Regions from separate parts of the Hordeum vulgare genome. Here all the other regions are linked to region 3. The links are chromatin contacts, called in public Hi-C maps. All regions are on one chromosome and are shown on one strand. Each heading gives the region's core, a stretch centred on a gene start, on an enhancer-like site or on the middle of the called end of the contact. The rest is flanking DNA. Distances are from core to core; before and after follow the strand shown.

The links. A called contact is a pair of places that touch in the nucleus more often than the background predicts.
Region 1: a contact with region 3 is called in a Hi-C map of seedling, with 2.7 times the contacts expected there. The contact joins the enhancer-like site here to the promoter of LOC123409419 in region 3. A contact is called at or near these places in 1 of 6 Hi-C or Micro-C datasets (seedling) and 1 of 1 datasets of contacts at active chromatin or transcription factors (embryo).
Region 2: a Hi-C map of leaf shows a contact between it and region 3, with 2.8 times the contacts expected there. The contact joins the enhancer-like site here to the promoter of LOC123409419 in region 3. A contact is called at or near these places in 2 of 6 Hi-C or Micro-C datasets (leaf and seedling) and 1 of 1 datasets of contacts at active chromatin or transcription factors (embryo).

The regions. Positions count from the first base shown.
Region 1 is chr7H:174,663,104-174,667,424 of MorexV3_pseudomolecules_assembly, forward strand. No RefSeq gene overlaps it. Among protein-coding and RNA genes, the nearest start is that of LOC123408276, 240 kb to the right of the region's middle. Within about 2 kb of position 1,983, at least 3 of the 3 cell types and tissues checked have open chromatin away from gene starts, as enhancers often do. A contact at or near this core is called in seedling, where this site is marked.
Region 2 is chr7H:174,781,603-174,785,712 of MorexV3_pseudomolecules_assembly, forward strand. No RefSeq gene overlaps it. Among protein-coding and RNA genes, the nearest start is that of LOC123408276, 120 kb to the right of the region's middle. Within about 2 kb of position 2,274, at least 1 of the 3 cell types and tissues checked has open chromatin away from gene starts, as enhancers often do. A contact at or near this core is called in leaf, where this site is marked.
Region 3 is chr7H:174,291,230-174,295,388 of MorexV3_pseudomolecules_assembly, forward strand. LOC123409419 (transcription factor bHLH130-like) reads right to left here and starts at 2,465. Exons shown (of 6, transcript XM_045102326.1): 1 at 1,430-2,465; 2 at 939-1,261; 3 at 714-860; 4 at 548-613; 5 at 339-407; 6 at 1-72. The coding sequence starts at 1,928. The coding sequence ends at 1.

The DNA of each region.
Region 1 (4,321 bases), core at 733-3,232, 370 kb after region 3:
GGCCCACCCACACGGGAATGATCCCATGACCTTAGGGTGGTGCACCAAGTCCTTAGTGGGCTGGTGGATCCAGCCCAAGAGGGCTATGGCGCCACAAGTAAAAATACCAAAGAAAAGAAGAAGAAAAGGAAAGAGGGGGGTGGGAAGGAAGTGGAGGACTCCTCCTTCCCAAACCGAATTGGAGGAGGAGTCCTCCTCCCCCTTCGACGGGCGCACCCTTGGGGCCCTTGTGCCCCAAGGCTAGCCCCTACCCTCCTCCTATATATATTGGTGGTTTAGGGCTTTTTGAGACACAACTTTGCCACGTGCAACTCAAGCCTATTCCATATAGTTTTGCCTTTAGATCAGATTTCCGCGGAGCTCGGGCGTAGCCCTGCAGGAGTAGATCATCACCACCACCGGAGCGTCGTCACGCTGCCAGAGAACTCATCTACTTCTCCGTTTGTCTTGCTGGATCAAGAAGGCCGAGATCGTCATCGAGTTGTACGTGTGCTGAACGCGGAGGTGTCGTCCATTCGGCGCTAGATCGGAACGGATCATGGGACAGATCGTGGGACGACGGTGATTTGAATCACGACGTTGTACCACTACATCAACCACGTTTCTTAATGCTTCCCGCTTAGCGATCTACAAGGGTACGTAGATCTAATCTCCTCTTGTAGATGGACATCACCATGATAGGTCTTCGTGTGCGTAGGAATTTTTTTGTTTCCCATGCAACGTTCCCCAACACGCAAATCCTATCCTCAAACGCGTGCGGACGTGTCCAAGGGCGTACGCAGACGGTGACCGATCACACCTCGAATAATCCATTCTACAATCGAATATCTCATATTAGAAACCTTTAGTCCATACTATTACATGCAACATAAACCGATCTTTTATCAGAGTTCATCTGGCTACGACATATCCATGTCCGGCGGCCGGCTATGCTTTCGGGAGTGTTGGTCTCGCCGTCGGCGAGGTAGAGTAGGACCGGCTGACGGGACTCGGGGCGTCGCCGTCTCCCATGCCCTACTTTTTCTTATTGGAGCACGGAACCGTGACGGTGGACGTCACATCGATGATGGATCCATCCCGGGACAGGTCAACGACATCCACCACGATGCGGCTGCAGTACATGAACTGGTGCACCATACGGGGCGTCGGAGAATCTGTCTCCGCCTTGCCAACATCCACCGTCGTGTGGGCTACCGCCGCCTCCCGTGCTCGCTACCTCGCACGACAAGCACGTCGCGCCATGTTTGCATCGGACGAAGCCCATGGTGCGTCCCTTGCCAACGCGTTCGGATGCCAGATGGACCACACACACTCCGGTGAGTTTGCAATGACACACCTCGTGACGGATCCATGCGCCATTTGGGCGGACGCAATGGATTCCTGATGGAAGGAGTCCGAGTGTTGTCGTCGGACGGCTTCCTCACGGAGCTCAAACCTGACGGTCAACTCCTCCTCAACACCGCGTGTATAATTCGAGGTCGACGAACGTGAAGATGTAAGACTTGGATCTGCTGTCCATCATGCAGAGAAGGTCCTAGATCGTCAAAGGAAGCTTGGGGACGGAATGAAGTGAAGAAAAGGGGAGTGGCTAGGGTTTGGTCCCGGAAGCGAATATGGACGATTATATATGGGTCGGGTGAACCATCGTAGATCGGGTTCGATGTGACAAACGCGTCTGGTCGTCCCCGAACCTCTTTACATCCGTCTCATATTTGAACTGAATATGAAAAATGTTAGTTAGTCCGGTCGTTTGAGGCCGGTTTGAAGCATTTGTTTGGATCGGGTTTTTTGTTTGATCACTCACCCAACCGTCCATTCAAACTTACGAAGGGGTTTAGGACGCCCGGCTATAGATGATTAAGCAACAACCAGGGTCGGTGTTAGACAGCCGTTTGCAAACGCGGGCTCGAAGGTCCCCGGCCGCGCGCTGGGGGCAAAAGGCGGCCTTGAGTTGAACCCACGGCGTCCCTACGCCCCCGCGCTCTCCTCGCAGTGGCGTGCAGCCGTGCGCTGTTAATCTAATCATTGGTTCTTTGCGAACAAACAAACGAACCCGGGCCGGTCACGTGGAAGCGTGCGCCGCGCGTCGTTAGCAGCGGACGCTTCCGCGCGCAAAAGCGAGCACCGCTTGCTTTCGCATTCGCCGCACGGGCGATTCGTTTTTTTTTTTCTGGACGATTAAAACTTGCAAGGGAGAACAAACCTCCTGGATCGATTGTTCCAGCTCGTGGGTCACATCTACCTACCTGCAGACATGGGGAAGTAGTTCTGGATCTATCTATTATCACGGTTGGGCGATGACCTACCACAACACAAGCTAACAACTTATTAGGCAGCAGGAGTCGATTGCTCCAATTATAGATGGACGGATCAGGGATGCCATCTCCCAACACCTGAGATGCGCCACATGTGGACGACACGGCCAGAAAGGCGATTTCGATCCGGGCGAGCGCCTGAACTGGTGTTCTTGGGTTCGGGGACAGCCGCTTCAAGGCCACAGCTCACTTTGTCAATGGCTGCTTACCTCCATCGTACTAGCACTAGCAGGTTGGCCATGTTTCGTGTCCACGGAATCATTTTTCGGTGCTGGTAACATGAATGTTGGCACATAGTTTCCGTCTCTCCTTCGACGCTAGCTGGGTATGGGCGCAAGATGCGATCTACAGATCTATTTCCAGACGAAGGGACTCTGAACTTACTGACAAATCTGCTGAATTGTCCTTAACTGAGACGACACGGTGCTGAAACTGAAGCACAACCTAAAGTGCGGGTTAGCCTGAAGAAGAAAGAGATCAGAAAAACAAAAGCAACGGGGATGAGAGACGGGGACACGGAGATCCAATCTCCTGCTGCTGCCGGATCTCCCGGGAAAAATATTCAGGGGACGAGATCTCGGAACTCCTGCTGATGGAGTAGTAAAGTTAGCAGAAGGAGGGGTCACGTGGGCTGCACGTGCGGCGTGACAAGAGGAAAATGCTCTGCATCTAGGCAATGCAGGCATACCTGCATTAGTGCATCGAACTCTACCATCAAATCCAAGTCATTTCAGCATTTAAAAGTAGTTGCAGACTTCTAATCATGCATATACTTATTAGGGCATCTCCAATGGTTGTAAGATAGTTGTTGGTAATTTTGACACATAGGATTTTTGATGATGTGTCATGCAATAAATGAGAAAAGAGAGCAAGGTTGTATGTAAATTAACCAACACCCTTGCACAAGCTCCAATGTAGAATGAGAGAGCACCTTATTTATTACATCACATCTTATTGGGCAAACTAGATACAACCCATTGGAGTAGTTGTATGTTAAGGTGTTGGTTGATGACATGGCATATTTTACCAACAACCTAACCAACAAACTGTTGGAGATGCCCTTAGGGATCCCAGAGGCTCACTGGCTTGCGGGGTCTATATCGACGCTTCAGGCTCCGTATATTGTGGCTGAAGAACTGAACGTACGACCAGATGGACTTTTTTTTAGATTAGAAGGGAAGACCAGAGGGCCCAGGTTTGTTATTGCTATGTGAGCAGTGGTAGGGTGTCTCTCAGCTGATTCCATTATGAGTTGCTCTCCGAGAGTCTCAGGCCACAAAACAGCTTGATCTGCGTCTGGCATTAGGACCACGACTTGTCTCTCTCACTGGTACAAGAAAACTAATGATAACTCACGCGCCGCGAGACAAATCTTTTTCCTGAAATATGTTGTCACATATTCTCACACTGCAGAAGCATACTCCCTCCGTCCCAAAAAAATGTCTCAACCTTAGTGTTACAAAGTTGAAAAACTTATTTCAAAACAAATAAAGTATATAATACGGCCTAAAATGGAAATTATACAATATAATAGATCATCGTGTGTATAAGATGAACATTTTTTATATTTGGGTTATTGCATTTGATCTCATCTCCAGGCCGAAGTTGTGTTTAAAGTATTAATATTTGGTATTACCTCCAACACGGCCTTATATGAAAGCATGTTTTACACAGATTGTTTTGGTCTCGTCGAGTCAATCGATTTTTTTAAGGGTACACTACTGATGTACCAACCTTTATAGAAGACGAAAAATATGTATAAGAGATTACATGCAGCTAGTTAGCGAGCACACACCGATCCTAACCAGCATAAACCCCCTCCCCTCGACTCATACGACTAACTACTCAGCTAATGGAGTGACTCCAAAGGCTCCAGCTCTCGCCCAAGAGCGCAATTCATCGAAAATTAGGTCAGTCGTGCCCCATTCATTCTTGATCTGATTCCTTCCAAACATCCTACCATTGCGCTGCTTCAAGATGGTCCAACAGATGAGTATGACAAATGT
Region 2 (4,110 bases), core at 1,024-3,523, 490 kb after region 3:
GTGGCGGCAGCTCCGCCTCGTAGATCACGATGAAAACTTCTCTTTGAATTTTTCTTCAAATATGTAAATTTGTAGTACTGGAAATAGGATTGGGGAGGCGCGTGGGCCCCATCACACAACATGGCGCGCCTAGGGGGTGGGAACACTTTGTTGCCTAGTGGGTGTGACGCCCTCGATTTGATCGTACACTAATCATACACGCAAGCATGTACAATCAAGCTCAAGGACACACTAATCAATATCACAACACAACTCTAGACATAAAGTCAAACATAAAGGTATATATTACAAGCAAGGCCATGAGGGCTTGAATACATGAGTTAGCGGAAGCAACAATATATGAGTACAAACATTAAGTAAACAAGTTTTGCCTTAAGAAGGCTAGCACAAAATATACATCGGTCGAAAAGGCAAGGCCTCCTCCGTGGGTGCCTCCTAACTACTCCTAGTCGTTAGCGGCCTCCACTTAGTAGTAGGCTCCGTCGGGGTAGTAGCAGTCGCCGGCGGTAGCATCTGGCACCTCGGATCCTCCATGTGATCGCGGCAATCAGGTAGAAGAACGTAGGGGGAAAGGCAGCAAAGCGACCATGAGTACTCATCCAAAGTACTCGCAAGACTTATGTCAGGTCTAAACTACATATGCATTGGTATCAAATGAAAGGGGTAGTATCTGTGGACTAAACTGCAAAATTCCAGAATAAGGAGGGAAGCTAGTCCTATCAAAGACTACACTTCTGACAGCCATCATCTTGCAGCATGAGAAGAGAACATATTTTATAATAACAAGTATCAATGTATGGCACTAATCCTAACCCGGAGATCCTCTCCTCGTCTCCCTGAGAGAGAGCGATTGCGGAGTTGTATGTGTCACTTATCTGGGTGTATTTTATTAAGTTTCAAATTTTAGTTGTAAAAGAGGTCGGAATAAAACTCCAAGTCATCATATTACCGTGGACACGGCTATTTGAATAGTATAATCATCCCTGCACGGGTGCACCACATTCCCCAACACGCTTGATACCTCTGGCCATACACACTTTCCTAGGTCATGACCGGCCTTTGGGACATCAATACTTGGTAACCCTACCTAGACTCAACAGTGAGGCCAGCCCGCCGGACTAAATCATATGCATGCAGGGGTCTTGGGCGCATCACGCTTTGCACTCCTGCACGTTGCGGGTGCGGTCAACATATGTCCTGGTGACCTCCTTTACAAGGCAGGTGCTTACACGGACCACTCGGGCGCGCCTCACTCCAATGCTGATGTTCGAAGAGCTTCGGTTGATACAACGACGTCGAGTACCCATGACTATTCCCGCGTGAATGTTAGTGTGTATAGGTCAATCGACAAATTCAGATCAAATATCCAAACTCGATAAGCGTGTTATTATGAAATAACCATGGACAACGACCAGGGACCAGGCTCACCTCTCTCCTAGGCGGTCTCAACCTGCCCCGTCGCTCTGCCACAAAGATTCACTCACGGGGCCATTGGGGTAATGTCATTTCAGCCCTGAGTCCATGAATCACTCGCGGTACTCTACGAGCCGACCCGACTTTAGTCACATCACGTATGATTTACAATATGTATATATATATACCCGTGATCACCTCCCTTAGGGGATCACGGCCCGATAGTATAGCATAGTAGACGAACAAAGAATGTAGGGCCACTAATGGAATACTAGGAAACCCATACTAGGCATTTAGGATAACAAGTAGGAGTATCAACAACAGTAGCAAGGACAAGCTATGTTGCAAAAGGCTAAACTTGAGTGTAGTAGTCGTACTCGGCAGCAGCGTGAGTCTTGGTGTCTACCGGATAGAAGAGGGGGGAGAAACAATAAACACAAACAAGCAGATGCAACACGCTGCATGACATGGCAATATGTAGAGCTAGGGATGAGCTAATGCAGTACTACACGTCACACACGGAGCGGGAAAATATCAGACGATATTTCCCGGGTCTCTCGCTTATAACAAATAGATGATCCTAACATGGAATGTGCATGTTCATCATGTTAGGGGCATGTGACACATGAACGGACAGCATATTCGGATTCATGGGATTTTTGTGAGCAACTTTCATGTATAAACTTTTTCATCCGAACTACGTATTATTTTATAGGATTTTCAAAGTTTTTAAATCTATTTATGATTTTAACAGATTTATTTTAATTCAGAGAAGAGTTATTGCGTCACCATGACACCACCGTGACATCAGCAGTCAACGAGCCAGTTTGAGTTGTCAAAGTGACCGCTGGGCCCCATCTATCATAGACACTCGGCTTAACCAGGGTTTTATTGTAAACTAAAAAGGTTAAATAGGGGACTCGGCCCACATGATAGTGACTTTATTATATAAAATAAATATTCTAATTTTCTTAACAACTTAATTACGGGCTAAAGGCCCTGGCCCACGTGGGAGTGAGTCGACTGATGGTTAAGCATGCTCGCACCGGCAATAAGGCCAGACGCGGCGACGGAGGCTGAAATCTCGCCGGAAACGCGTTCCTCGCGTCGGGAGCCGTCGTCGTCCGGTCCTACACGAAGCTGGAGTTGGCGCGGTTCAGATGGCGGTTGTGGGGTGGCCGGGACGCGACAGAGTGGTGTCTGCAGCGATCGGAGCAGCGGCCGGTGTTCGACTATGCACGGGCATGACGCGGGAGGGTTGCGGCGATAGCGAGCGCTGGGAGGTAGTAGCGCAACAACAAGTAGTAGCGGCAGCAGCGCAGGCGCTAGCAAGGACAGCAGAAAGGAGCGCAGCGGCGGCAATAGGGCAGCGATGGCGGGCGGCCGTCGGCGGAGGCGATGCAGAGCGGCGAAGCGCGGCGCGTGGCTTGGCGGGCACGAGCGAGGGTGGGCGCAGGCAGCGCTGGCAAGGGCGTGTTCGAGCATGACGAGGGTCTCGCAGGCATGCGGTTCGACGCGAAGAATGAGCGAGTAGGAGGATGGCGACCGTGATAGTATGAGCGGGCGAGACGGGAAGAGAGGAAGGGAGATGGGGTCGGTTCACTAGCGGTGCAGGGGGCGGGGGCGGGGCATGATGGTGACCGACGAGGAGGAGGCGGAGAAGCGTGACGACAGGGGCAATGGTGATGGGGCGGCTCGGTCGCGACGAGCCCGAGCTCAAGCTCGGGCAGAGATGGGGGGAGAATGACCGGGGGCGCGAGGGCGCGCCATGGGATGGTCGCCACAATCCCGTGCGTGTCTTGTGTAGCCAGAGGAGGAAGACAAGTGGGGAATGTGGGCTGGGCCTCCCATTATGCTAGATGGGCTATAGTGCTGATTAGATTAGGTCCTCCTCTTTTTCTTTTCTCTTTACTAATTTACTCTTTGCTCTTGTTTTGTATTTATTAGAGCTAGTAAAAGATTTTGTTGAACATGAAACTCCAAACATAGATAATATACAATATTTTGGAAAGGCACACAGAGTTTGAGGCCATTTTGAAATATTTTAAATTGGGTTTGAATTCAAATGGCTCACTTAAGTGATGTTGGTCGAGTTAAAAAAGATAAGGGCATGTGTGTTGTTTCAAATTATATTAGTTGCTATTCGAAGTTAATAGGTGAATATTTGCAACTGAGCCAATATTTTTATTTTATAGTTTGAAGAAATAATTTAGTTGACTTTATTTCAAATTTGAAGTTGGCTTTGATTTTAATTAAATGGCAAATTATCTTAATAAAGCATGACGTCATGGTACATTAGGGGGAGGTTACTGTAGCATGACACTAGGGATGTTACAAATCTCCTCCAGTACAAGAAATCTCGTCCCAAGATTTAAGAGGTAGAGTAAGGGGGAAGTTCGAGGTACGAAATTCTAACGAATCTTCTAGTTCTTGGTTGCTCTTTCTCGAAGAAGTCAATCCCTTTTGTTGAAGTCTTCAATTCTCTGTTTCATGTCATCCTGATGAAGTCATCATCCTTTCTTCATGATCTTCATCGTCCTATGTATGTTATAATAGGGAAAACGCTGGAAGAACGTATCTCCACAAAGTTGGGCATCTGACGGTGAACTCAGGGAAGAAGACATGAACTATTTCTCGAGTTGTAACCCAGGGAATTCATTGAGAGCAATTGGCGATGGTACAAAAGTTTCAACGGGT
Region 3 (4,159 bases), core at 1,215-3,714:
TCAACCAGAGTACTGCTGATGATGCTGCTTGCTCGCCGAGCAGGTGCAGCTGGCGCGGCTTTCGTTGATCACCTTCAAATGCAAAAAGAGATTGTGACGAGTAACTGTCAAAACTCGTGGTTCTGGATCATGTACGTAGTAGTAGTAGTAGTAATTCAGATAAGATCATTGGAAGGTTTGCCCTTCGCCCTCAACCACAGGGCAAAAGCGGCTTCTTGATTTCGACCTCACTGGCCATGAAAGGTTGACCCACCCACAATTTGAGCTAGACATCGGTTTATTTAATCTCTGTCTCTTGGTGGTAAAGTTTATGGTAATGATGTGATGATTTTGCGTACCTTAACCTGCTCCTGGAGCTCCTTGATGTAGTCGACAGCCAGATCCAACATGTCAGCCGTGTTGGTTTGCTGCAGAGAAATGGAGGGAGTTGCAGGTTATTTTTGGGTGTGGTCCTTGCATAGCACATTTGGTAGCCATGCACTGTTCTATCTCCTATTGGTACAGGCTCACAGAGTGGTGGGGTGCTCCGCTGAGAGAGGGTGTGTACCTTGTCCATGTTTGGGACGAGCTCTTGCAGCTTCCTGATTCGCTCGCTGATTCTCGTCCTCCTCACCTGCCCAAGGATGATCAACCGCTTGATCCACAAAGACTAGTAGTAGCAATCGTGTGCAACAATACTGTCAATCTAAAACAAGCAGTAGGAATTTGCTTACCCGCTCGGCGATGCTGCGGGGGTGCGTGGCGCATCCGCGCTTGGCCCGGATCTTGCATGGCACGGCGTCCTGGAACTGGAGGAACTTCTCGATGGCGGCCATCTCCGACGAGGTCTTGGGCAGGCTGAACTGGTGCGCCAGCCCGTTCTGCGCCGGACGAACCAAGCCATGTCAGTCGGGTGCTCACGGCAAAGAATGAAACTGTGGACGCACGCACGCACGCACCTGGGCAGGCTCCGAGGAGTCCCGTGGGCGCTTCATCCCGGACATGTTCTCCGACATGAGCGACGACTCCTCCCACCCGGAGCTCATGGGGTAGCCGGGGATGTATCCGCGACTGCCTCCGGCGCCCTCGGGGCTGCTGCCGCCGAGATCCTCGCTGCCCATCTCCGAGATCTGGGACATGAGCGAGCCCTGCCGCGACGAGAAGCTGAGCTGGCCCTTGAGCCTGCCGCCTCCGCTGCCGGAGGAGTCCACGGCGGCGGCGGCGTTGGTGGCGCCGTTCCTGAAGCCCACGCCCATGCCTTGCCTCAGCATGCTCTCGTACCCTGAATGAATTGAGCGGCGGGAGGGCGCGGGATTTAGTTCCCGAAATAGAAATGCTCCCAACAAGCTGTAATAATTGCGGGGCGCGCGGCGAGTAGGAACTATGGAACCATGGAGTAGTACCAAAAGAAGGCCGAATTAAGGAAAGGAGGAGTGATAGTAGTACCGACCGTTGTCCATGTTCAAATGATTGAGGAACCCGGCGGGGGAGCTGCTCTGCCGGAGCAGGCTGCTGGAGCCGCCGACGGTGGCCGCCGCGGCGGAGTCCATCCCGGCGGAGCTGACGGTGCGGTAGAGCCCCTCGACGCCGACGGGGGGCATCTGCTGCTGCTGCTGCTGTTGGTGGGAGTGGAACATCATCTGCTGCTGCTGGTGGTGGTGGTGCTGGGATGCCATGGCAGCAGCGTCATCCGGGAAGTGGGCGACGGGCGGCGGCGGCGGCGGCTTGGTGTCTCGGATCTGGTGGTCAGCCAGGAAGCGGGAGAAGACGTTGTCGGCGGCGGCGGCGGCGGCGGCGTCGGGGCTGGCTGCGCGGGGGCCGGGCTGGAGGAACTCCTCGCAGACCTCGCCGAGCAGCGTGCTGGGCGCCGATCTGTACCTGAGGAGCCCGGAGGAGTTCATCGGCGGCGGCGGCTGGTTCAGATCCTTGGACGCCGGCGAGCCGTACATCAGCTAGCTTCCTCCCCGACCCCGACCCCTCCTTCCTCCCAAACACCGATAATTCTCCCCTCGAAGCCGAAGAAATCAACAAGCGTGGCTCCACTAGCTCCGCCTCGTGGCCATGACCGCGCACGCACGAATCAATCGACCAATTCAGCTTCCCCAGGGGAAAGAAAGAAAAGAAAAGATGGGAGACTTTCCAGCCGGGGAGCAGAAACACTCGATTGCGATTGCTTTTTTCCTCTCCCCCCCTCCGCTCGATCTCCACCCTCCCGAGCTGCTGCTACGCTAGCGCTACTCCCTCCCTCCTCTCCTCTCCTCTCCTCTCCTATCCGCCTATGGCTTCTTTACGGCGAGCGAGGGAGAGAGAAAAGGGAAGAGGAGATCGAGCAGCAAAACCAAGGAGGGAGGCGGTGGTGGTGGCCTTGGCCTCTCTGCTTTTGCGGAACTAGTTTAATCCACGGATTGGGGGGCTCTGTGATTGTGTGTGCGTGGAGCAAATTTTATACTCCTCCGCGTCTCGTCTGTGTGTGCGTGTGGGAGTGAGCGCCCTCGGGTCGGGGCCATGCTCGCTCGCACGGCAGCCGGAAATGACGAGCGTGCCCCCACGCACGGTGAGAGAGGGAGAGATGCCTGCCGGTGCGGCGATGCTTTCACTTGCAGGTGCGTGTTTACCGGAATGCCCCCCCTCGCCTGACGCTGCCTGCCTGCACCATGTCGGCTCAACATATTAGCAGAAAAGGTGAGTTCTTGATTGGTGGAATTACAACATGGGTTTATCCTTTTGCTTTTGATTGACTGAATCATGTTGAAACGGAGCGAAAATGAGAAGCCAGATGGTGGTCGGTGATGAGGGGTGACGGTGAGGATCGCAGGAAGGAAGCAACGGTGCCGCCGGCCGGTGCAAGTGGCGCTGAATTCTCGGTCGGTTTTCCTCTCACAAAACTAACCCCCCACTTGTGTACGCTCAGAGTGTTTGTGTTGCACTGGCAATGAGTGGGATGTGGATGTATGTACCCCGCCCGAGCCCCGAGGTCATTTTAAATTTGGAGTTTATATGTATACGTAGCATAACACAAGCAGCGACGAACAAAATGGCCACCGCACCGCCGAAATCTGATCTTCTTTTGTTTAGGTTGCCGAAATCTGATCGATGAACGGTAAAGCGGAGCCAAGGAAAAAAGAAGCGCCACTAGTCTAGGGGGGGCTGGCTTTAAAGCGTGTTAAGAAACGACTTATCACAAGGAAAAGGCGGCAGCCAATGGGGGGCCTTAAACAAGCGGAGAGGGAGGTACGGCGGGAGGGCCCCGTCGGCAGCCACGGGCACCTGAGCTATGTTTTCCCTGTCCCTGTGCGGCTGCCTGCGCTGCGCGCTGCGCTGAGCCTGTGCGGCTGCGAGCGGGGACTGGAGGGAGGCGTGCAGGACTGAGGAGGAGGAGGACCAGGCCTACCCCGTCGCCATTTCAAGCAGGGCGACGCCGACTATTTTCGGCAGCGGGCAGAGGTTTGACGCTATCCAAAAGAGAGGGTAGATCGATCGATCGATGCGCGCGGGCGGGTACGGGATTCCGACCCGGGGCTCGGCTCGCTCTTGCGTTTGCGCGGCTGTGGTTGGCGCGTGCGTCGCTTTCCCCCCTCTCTCTCTCTATATGCCCGCACGCATTGGCTTTGCTCGCTCGGAGGCTCGGAGGTCCGTGTGGGTGTGGGTGTCAGCCGCGTGTGCTGCTGCGTTCCGCGCTCGTTGATGCGATGGACCGTGATTTCCCCGTTTGCTGTTAACATGGCTCGTAATCCGAACCGGATCCGGCCTCGGGACCCCGCTTGTGACAGGGTGAGCGACCCTTCGCTGGGGAGGGGGCGGCAAATGAACTTTTTTTTATGTCGTGTGAATAAACAGCCATCCCTCACCCTCTATTCTTAAATAGATATACAACTTATTAGTTTTTTCATGGAACAATGCCACATCGTCAAGTTATGTATGGAGTTATAAGTTTTTTTTTTCATTAATTTCTTCATGCAAAACATACCACCTCGTGCATTATTTTTTTGAGGGAATTAAATCATGTAAAAAAGTTTTATATTTGTTTTTGCATTAATTTTGGTGTTCCATCACTTACCCATACATTTTTAACAAGGTTCCCGCCGTAACGCGTTCGGCATCGTCTAGTAACTAAAAATGGTGACAATATTGTTTCCATATGTCACCCCTCTTGGCAAACATTTGGCAGCTAAGAGCAGCT